Regions from separate parts of the Mus musculus genome. Here region 1 is linked to region 2. Evidence: chromatin contacts called from public Hi-C data. All regions are on one chromosome and are shown on one strand. The core of a region is the stretch at or near the end of the contact, and the rest is flanking DNA. Distances in the headings are between cores, read along the strand shown.

The links. Hi-C and Micro-C count contacts between places; a contact is called where the count stands out from the background.
Region 1: a contact with region 2 is called in a Hi-C map of the N1E-115 cell line, with 4 times the contacts expected there. A contact is called at or near these places in 1 of 484 Hi-C or Micro-C datasets (the N1E-115 cell line) and 1 of 9 other capture datasets (liver).

Annotation. Positions count from the first base shown.
Region 1 is chr19:38,483,219-38,487,889 of GRCm38.p6, forward strand. It overlaps a transcript of Plce1 not described here. Among named protein-coding and RNA genes, the nearest start is that of Gm46666, 27 kb to the left of the region's middle.
Region 2 is chr19:38,331,116-38,336,142 of GRCm38.p6, forward strand. No RefSeq gene overlaps it. Among named protein-coding and RNA genes, the nearest start is that of Gm9886, 6.3 kb to the left of the region's middle.

The sequences.
Region 1 (4,671 bases), core at 268-2,767, 150 kb after region 2:
TAAAAGGTTTTCTAAGTAGAGGGGACATTTTCGTAAAGTATGGCTGTTCTCTCTCTCTCTCTCTCTCTCTCTCTCTCTCTCTCTCTCTGTGTGTGTGTGTGTGTGTGTGTGTGTGTGTGTGTGTGTGTTGGCAGTCCCTGCCTTCCACAAGCAGCCTTCACGGGACAACTGTTTCCGTCCCAGCTCTTACACTTTCCTTGGGGGCTACCTGATAAGTGATGGAAGATACTGATGGGATGTAGAGAAGTATGTAGCTTCATGAACCTTGGGTGGAGAAGATGGGAGCTACAGATTGATGAGATGGGGAATGGAAAAAGAGGAAGGATACATCCAAGTGTACCAGCTGTGGGGCCTGGCAAGGAAGTTAAGACTCTTGCTTATCCCCTTGGCTTCCTGGATGAAGAACTCGGGCTTGTTAATTCAAAGTTAATTCGGTTGAGTTACGGCTTAAGTAGGTTTTCATGGGCCAGATCAGGAGGATAGCTCTCTGTGGCTGTATTGTCAATATGGTAGCCACTAGGCACATATGGTTAAGTTTAAATGAGTTAAAATAAATGAAATTAACCACATCTAAGTGCTTGGATGCTACATGTGGCTGGTAGACAGTGCAAACACGGGGCCCTGCTATCATCTCAGAAATGCCTGCCCTAGAGAATTGTTTCCACAGAGTTAATCTCCAAATGAAATTTAACTGTAAATTTAGAGTTTCCCATTTATAATCCCCTGTCTGTGTTGATGAAACAACACTAGACAGTGTGCCAAGCACTTCATCTGTTAGCTTCTTCCATTTGTATGACATAGGGCATAAGTGCTAGCCATCATCCCTTACCTGTATCCTTCCGTGCATTTAGGTTTGGCGACAAAACTTGGTCTGGCCTCATGTGACTTTGCAATAGTCTCTCCTTTCCTTAGCTAGTAACAACTTCATACATCTTTACTTCAGAAATAGTGAACAGTGGAGCTATGTAATACTGGATTTATGCACTCCTACGTCAGTGGGTCTCAGCCTGTAGATCACGCTCCTTTGGAAAACCCCTGTCTCCAAAAATATTTACATTACTTCTTATAACAGTAGCAGAATTATAGTTATGAAGCAACAAAAATAATTTTATGGTTGAGGGGAGTCCCCACAACCAGAGTAACTGAATGAAAGAGACGCAGCATTAGGGAGGTTGAGAACCACCACCTTATGTGGACACCATCAAAATGACTTCTACATGGTGGCTAGTTTCTCAGTTTCTACTGAGGAATATAGACTTCTATTATTAAGTCCATTTTGAAGACGAGAAAATATAGGTAACAGAAGATGAATGTGTTTTGAGTCACAGCCAGACTCAATCAAATCAGGCTGTCTCCAGAATCTATTCCCTCGACTTCTGTGCCATCCTGCACCTGACTTTGAGCTCATGATCCATACATGCAACTGGGTCAAACTTAATAGCGTTCACTCAGTTCATTGGGAAGTTTCAGATAAGGCTATATCTAACTTGTTTAGTGGTTGAGGTTTCAAAGCTTTGACTACTCAAGCCACCCCATCAGGCATGCAAAACAATTGTGTGGTTTGACCCTTCTCTCTGTTTGCCAGCCATTCTTGAATTGTAGCCATTTGGCTATATGGGAACTGAAAGAAGAGAGGTCATTCATTGTGGATACCAGAGACACCACTGGACTGTGTTGAATCCTGTGGCACATGGGGACTTGCGTATCCATAACTGTTGTGGTGCAGGGGATGGCTTAGCTTTAGTGTAAAGCAAGCTTAGTGATGACAGGACCATTTTGCTGTCCCACCAGGGTCCCCAGGCTTTTCAGACCTTTTCATAGGGTCCAGATCCACCTGACTCAATAGGAAGTCTCTCCAGGAATTCACATGAATTCGTTCTATAAGGTCAGATGGAGCTGTGGGGTTATTCTAGCTAGAGATAGGAATGGACTTCTTATACCTCCTTCCCCTCTGAAATCTCAGGTTTCGGTGGTTTCTTCTTGACTTTTGGTAAGCATATCCTCTCTTTTGCACACGAGGATATGTTCTCAGTACTCTGCTCTCTGCGTGTTTCTTTTTCCCAGGACTCTGCAGGACCCTGTCTCTAGCCAGGGAACACAAGTTCCTCTTGAAGTCTCTTAACACTCTTTGTGTTTTCTCCCAACCAGTTATCATGGCTGAAAGGATATGTTCAGACACCCCTTTGATCAAAGGCAGAGACTTCAGATGAAACTTACCTGGTTAAATCTTGCCCCCAGCCAGTTCTATAACCCTGGACAAACAATTGTTTTTGTAAGGTAATAAAAATAATTTCTCAGGGTTGCACTGAGGCGTGAGTAAGAAGATTCATCTGAAGCACTTTGCAGCTTTGCAGAGGCCCTCACATGTACTAACAAGTTCGCTCCTAACATTGTGGTTTCTTGGCTGTGAAAGTCTGTAGTTTGGGAGGTGTATGTGGGAGGTCAGGGATACTCAAGAGTGAGTCTCTGGAATCTGTGGATATACCACTTTAGATGACCAAATGGACCCTGCAGATGAGTTTAAAGTAAGACATGATTCTGGATTTCTGTGTGGGTTCAGTCTAATCACACAACCCCTATAAAAGGGAGATGGAGGGCCATTATTTGTAGAGAGAGGTGATGTAAAAAGAGGTCAAGGATGCAGGCAGAGAGCTGGTGAAATATTGTCACAGCCTGTGTGGGTGTTTGAGTTTGGTTCCAGTCTGAAGGGTAGAGAAAAGGCAAGAAAATGAATTCTTCCCTAGAACCAGCCTGGAAGCCCATCAGAGACGCTAATTGGTTAGGTATCTTGCCCAGGGTCCCACGGCTATCGCAGGCACAGCTGTGTGGTGGGTCCAAGTCTCCTTGCGCTCTTCACTGGGAGCCTCAGGGTTCCCAAAGCAGGCACTTCTGCAGAGTCCTGCCTCTGTGTGTAAGGGAGAGGCAGTGTTTGATTTGGTGAGAAGGGCATGTATCTGCTTTGTTTTCCCTTCAGACACTGATTTTTGAAGTCCTGTTAAGTTCTTGTTATTCTTCTGTCACTGTGCTTGACAGCTGCAGCCTGAGGGACAGGCTGGGTGACTAGAGGCACGCACCCCTTCCCCAACCTCTGCTCCTGCTGAACCTCTCTCCTCACCACAGGCTGCTGGCCCGGGTGCCCCTCCCCGCCCAGGCTCTGCTGGCCCACCCCTGCCTGTTTATTGGATTTGCCTATTCTGAAGGAGACTTCCAGCCCGGAATTCCACCTCCCTCGGCCCCTTTGCTCCTCAGACTGGAGATGTTTAGTGTCCGGGTGGGGATCAGGGTCTCTTAGGTCTTTCAATGACCGGCAGTCTTTTCTTTTGATTTTGTTGGTGATGGTGTGCTGCCAGGCTTCTGGGAGATAATTATTCAGACCAGGGTTTTTGTTGTTGTTGTTGTTGTTGTTTGTCGTCTGTTTTTAACAGTTTTCTAGGAGAGTTTGGCACCTTAGTCTGATGAGTGAGGCACCAGCAGTGGAGACCTCAGCCTTTCATTCTGTGTCTCTTGCGTGGTCCTGTGATTACTTGCTTTCTATATGGGACTCTGCCTTATATTTTATATGAAGGGAGGAATTTGTGTGTGTGTGTGTGTGTGTGTGTGTGTGTGTGTGTGAGAGAGAGAGAGAGAGAGAGAGAGAGAGAGAGAGAGAGAGAGAGAGAGAGATTTCATCCTAAGATACGCTATGTTTGATCTTTGATCCTCAGATTTAGATGTGAAAAAAATATATAATTCTTGATTTTTCCTCATCCCCATTTTATACGTTTGGGTTCTAGAGGCAAGTTGCTTAGACTGTTTATATCCTGGCTCCACTGCTAATAACTGGTGTGGCCTCCTTCAAAATATGTGGCTGAAACTCCCCAGTGTACACAGTGGAGGGTAGTAGTGTTACTTATGTAACAGGTTGTGAAATCGAATGGGATAATTCACACAAAGTATTGAGAACACCACCTACTATAAAGTAAGAATTCAACACATATTAGCTAGCATTGGGCTTTTGTAGACCCAGCAGTATAGCAGGAAAAGAATGTAACTTCTCTTCATTGCAGTGAAGGTAGCTGAGGTCTCTGAGGTCTCAAGGTCTTCTGCCCAGAAGTACAGTGGCTGCCCCTTGCAGAGGTTACAGACCTTTCTTAGAACCCCACCAGCCAGCCAGTTGGCGGGCCTGGGGTATGTAGTATACAACGATGATTTCAGCTCCCCCCTCCCCCAGCTTCTGCTCCAAATTTGGAATATAATATAAACTCTGCCCTCTAGCTTTAAGGTGCAAAGGTTTACAAATGTCCTCCCCACCCCCCAACCCAGATGGTGGTATCCCTTCAGTGAGGTCGGGAGCACAAGGGTGAGAGCCAAGCACCTGGGGAAAAAAAGCAGTGTCGCCAATCTTCATAGGGCTAATAGATAGGACTGGCCAGTTCATGTCAGCCAGGTTCATTATCAGTGTGCCTGAGACCTGTTGTATCTCTCTGCTTGGTGGCGAGAGTGCTCTGGCCACAGCCTCCACCACCCACCGCTCACAGTAACTGTGAAAGGTCTCTTTTAAAGGGGGTCTGTGGGTACACCCTCACCCAGAAGTCAGCTGGCAATTGTGTATTTGTATTTCTTGGTAGGAGCAACTAGCTACATTGTAGTATTTAAACAGTGTGGGTTCTTTATTCAGAATCAAAAGAGGCA
Region 2 (5,027 bases), core at 81-2,580:
GATTCAAAGCCTTGTTCTCTTCCTCCTGAGTCCCAAGATTATAGGTGTGAGCTGCCATACTCAGCTGCAACCCCTTGAAACTTTATTGCCAAAAAAAAAAAAAAAAAAGTCTGTATGAGAAGGGCTGTCTCTCCTCTAACTCTGCATCATGCAGTATATTGTTGGGTCCACAACTTTCAATGGATTCTCTCCCTCTTTCTGCACTGTAATAAGGCACCAGCATTCAGGAAGCCCAACAGTGGGCCAGCAAAGGTGTCCATGTGTGCACTTGTTTATTCCCTCACTGTGTTTTGCTCTTAAATGTTTTAAACAGATTCCCCTCACCCCTCTTAGAAACCCCGGAGATGCTATGATAAACGGTTTCTGAAAATCTTGCTGGCCTAGCTGGGGCTGTTAACCTTTGAAGTTGCTATGGGAACCAGTCCTTTTTTTTTTTTTTTTTTAATAAATTATTGACGTAGAGGAGAGAGAAACTGGAATGCCTATCTCAAAGAAAAGCATGGATTGAAAAGTTTAAGAGAATATGAACAGCTTCTTCTTCTTCACTCAAATTATACAACAGGTTTCTTAGAAATCCTCTCCTGCGGGAAGTAAGAGTACTTATGATCATCAATTAGCATTTGTGAATGAATAAATAAATGAATGAATGAATGAATGAGTGAATGAATAGGAAATAGGAGGCAAGGTAATCCTGAGACAGTTATAGGCAAACTGTCCTGCACATCTTAGGTATAATTGAATCTGGCACCCCCATGATTAGCTAGAAATTTTTGCTTCTCTTCTACCTTATTTATTTATTTATTTATTTATTCCGCTCTGGAGGCTTCCCTGTGAGTCACTCATTCACTCTCAGAATTCTTCTTTTCCGGGCTGTGCTGTGGGGGGGTGACAATGTCGGTATCTACAAAAAAATACCCATTGTGAACCAGCTCAGGAAAGCCCTGTGGCGGTACATCATTGTAGGCCAGAGGCTTCCTGCCAAATCAGTGTAGCCACCATATCCAGGTATTTACCGTTCCCTCTCAAGCAGAAAATACAATTGCATGCATTTTTAATGTCTAGAACCCACACTGTCTCCATTTCTAGATCTCAGAGTTAGAGTACACACCGAGATCCACTGCCTTCAAGGAAAATGGATCCCCTTCCAGGAAGGACTTATCTGGCTGCTGGGAATCTCATCAGCAGAGTCCCTTCAGCTGGTGCCACAGTGGCCCTCAGCCACAGAGGACTGCATCCCAAGTGGCAGTTTATACACAGTGCTAGATTGGAGCTGAATACAGAGTCTGGGTTACATCAGCCCCACTGTTAGAGCAGCTTTGAGTTTTTTCTGGCAGGCACCTATGATTGGCTGGGGCTCCTGGGACCAGAAATAAATTTCTTTCTCCAGCGTTTGACATGTGTACATCTCAAGAGTACCTCCCACGCAACCTTCAGCTCCATCTCAAGCTTGGCTTGCCTCACATACAATGTCTCCTGTCTTGTGCCAGAAAAGATAGAGAAAGCCCAGCTAAATGTGAATTTCAGATAACACATAATTTTGGTGTAATCATGGCTAGTACTTCTTATGACTCTAAGGTGTTTGGCTTAAGCAAATGTTTGATTCGATGAATGAAGTTTTTAGGGTCTCAAAATAGAGCTTGTTATAAGAAGGGAGAGGTGTTCCTCCCTCCCCAATAATAAGCATCTTTCAAAATGTCCACCGATCAGTAGCACACCAGTACCCCAATTTAACTAAGGATGCTTGTTAGAGATGTAGATTTCTGACAGTTGTTAGATTCACTGAACAAGAGTCTCTAGGGATCCTCCCAGAGATCTGTATTGTATTAGGACCCCTAGGTAGATCTGCCCTGTGGAGTCAGAGAACCTTTTACACAAAACTGTAGTTTGCACTAAAGGCCAGTTTGCTCTGCAGGGGCAGTGAGGAGCCTCTGGAGGAACTGGGTCTGAATCAACTGCAGTCCTGCAGCGTGGCTCTGGGGGGTGACCATTCTATAACAATAGAGTCTACAGCGCATACAAGCATGAATCCTCTGAGAAAAAGCTCCTCTCTCCAGAATATACACAGACCCTTGTGGATCACGAAATATGTTTGAAAAGCCCCTGATCATACAAGGTGATCTAGAGGTGGCACAGAACCTTCTGATTTGACACAGAGAGAAGAGCAAAGCAGTTTCTATCAAACATAAATCAGGTAGTAAGAAATGTTTCTAACTATTGCTTTTTTAAAAACCCTTTAACAGGCTGGAGAGATGACTCAGTGGTTAAGAGCACTGACTGCTCTTCCAGAGGTCATGAGTTCAATTCCCAGCAACCACGTGGTGGCTCACAGCCATCTATAATGGGATCAGTTGCCCTCTTCTGGTGTGTCTGAAGACAGTTATAGTGTACTCATATACATAAAATAAATAAATCCTTTAAAAACAAAACAGAACAAAGCATGTAATTCCAGTACTGGAAGACAGAGGCAAGTGGATCCTGTGAGTCTGAGCCTTGTTTACACTGGGCGTTTGAAAACCAGCCAGAGCTACACAATAAGACAAAGCTAGAACAAAAGTGTAAGTAAAGCATCCCATAATATTTGGTTGATGGAGAATTTTAAGTGGGAAGAAACTAAATTGTATTAACAGTAGTTAAATTGTTGCAATTGTATAAACAGTAGAAACTCAGGTTCAATTAAATGTAAAGAGAATAAAAAAAAAAGAATTTAAAAATTTAAATAGTTTCCACACATCAAAAAATGGAGCCTGCCCTCCAGTTTCCAATATGAAGTCAGTTCGAAATGTTACTTATCTGCTGCAAAGGGTCTTCTCTACATATCAACACATTAGAGTTTTTCAAGAACAAGAAATATCTTTTGAATTCGTTATTCTTCTTGAAGTCTTTGTGTATATGGTTATGACCTGGTGTGAAAAAGGAGGTAGCTGAGTTATCTATGTCATGTAAAGAAATGTCCAGAGTATGCTAGAGGGGCCTGGAAGACAGCTCAGTGACTAGGACTGCTGCTCTTCCAGAGGACCCAAGTATGAGGCCCAGCCCCGGGTCAGGCCAATCATGGTTATTTGTAACTCTAGCTCAAGGGGATCTGACTCCCTCTTCTGGCTTCCACAGGTACCTGCACACATGTGGAACACACACACATACACACACACACACACACACACACACACACACACACACACACACACACTCACACGTAAGAATAAAGTTAAGTGTTTTTTAAAATTAATTAATTTATTATATGTAAGTACATCGTAGCTGTCTTCAGACATTCCAGGTGTTTGTGAGCCACCATGTGGTTGCTGGTATTTGAACTCAGGACCTTCGGAAGAGCAGTCGGTACTCTTAACTGCTGAGCCATCTCTCCAGACCCAAGTTAAGCGTTTTTAAAAATAAGAGTATGATTAAGAGCCGGGTGTGGTGGTGCACGCCTTTAATCCCAGCACTCGGGAGGCAGAGGCAGGCGGATTTCTGAGTTCGAGGCCAGCCTGGTCTACAAAGTGAGCTCCAGGACAGCCAGGGTTATACAGAGAAACCCTGTCTCGAAAAACCAAAAAAAAAAAAAAAAAAAAAAAAAAAAGAGTATGATTAAGACTACTGAATTTGTAAGGTGGCTAATTAGGTTGACACAGGTTATTGGGCTCCTGTTTTTTTCATTTATTTAGTCTTTCATTCATCTCCCTTTTGTTATTTGAGTTGTGGGTGTTTTGCTCATAACAGGATAATCTTATATCTAGTTAAAGATAAATTTCAGAGCTTCTGAACCCCTAGCAAAATGTATACAATTAATAAAGATAAATTTTCAAGAATATTTTGTTACTCTAACCTACATGTTCCAGTAGACATAAGAACTTCAAGGAACTTGTATGTTGGGGAATAAGCAGACAATAAATTATATAAATTAGTAAAATATATGTTCTGTGTTTTGGTCAGTTTTCTGTTATTATTAGAAACAAATATCTAAGGCTGGTAATTTCTAAGAAAAGAAGTGCTGGGCATGGTGGCACACATCTTTAGACCCAGCACTCAGAAGTCAGAGGTAAGCAGATCTCTGTGACTTAGAGACCAGCCTGGTCTACATAGTAAGTTCTAGGACAGCCAGTGCAGTCCACAATAAAACCCTATCTCAAAACAAACAAAGAAAACAAAACAAAACCACACAGGCGGTTACTTATCTCATAGTTCTGAAGGCTGGGCCATACAAGAGCTTGGTACAGGCTTCTCTACCTGATTAGGACAGTCTTGCCTCACAACTTGGTGAAGGATATCACTTGGGAAGCCAAAGCAGATTTGCTAGCTCAGGTCACCCTTCCTCTTCTTATAAAGCCACTGATATCACTTTCCTGCTCCCTCCCTCCCTCCCTCCCACTGCATACTCCCACCCTCCTGACTTCTTCTAACCTTGGCTATCCCTCAAAGGCCCCACCTCTAAATACCTCTGTTTGAGGATTAGGCTTCCTACAGAGACCTCTGGACACATTCAAACAATATTACTCTGCTAGGCTGAGGCGGGCCCATAGAAAACCTTGATGTGGATAGAGGGGGCAATTTTAAGTAGTGTAGCCAAACAGGGGCTGTGGGGAGGAGATGGCATTTGAGTGAGGCTGGGAAAGTAGAAAGATATAAACACAGGTGCCATGTGTGAGAGTACCTAAAGGCCTCAATGGGCTCTTGGCTCTTCACTGTTACGCTGATGAGCTTATTTGTAGAGGTCAATTGTAAAAAGAATATCTTACGTATTGTATGGATGCATCACCTGTCAATTAAAAACCCTATGTCCTATGGCTTAGGCAAGAAATAAAAGGTGGGACATCCAGGAAAGAATTCTGAGATGGAGCCAGATGTAGAAAGATCACCCTGGAAAGATGTGAGGAGACAGAGGCAGGGTACCTGAGCACAGATAACCAGCCATGTGGCAGAATGTAGATTAAAATAAGTGGGTTATCTTAAGTTATGATTGTAGTCAGAGAAGAGCCTAGCTGTATGGCTAAGGTGTTTGTAAATATATTTTGAATCTGAGTCATTTCTGG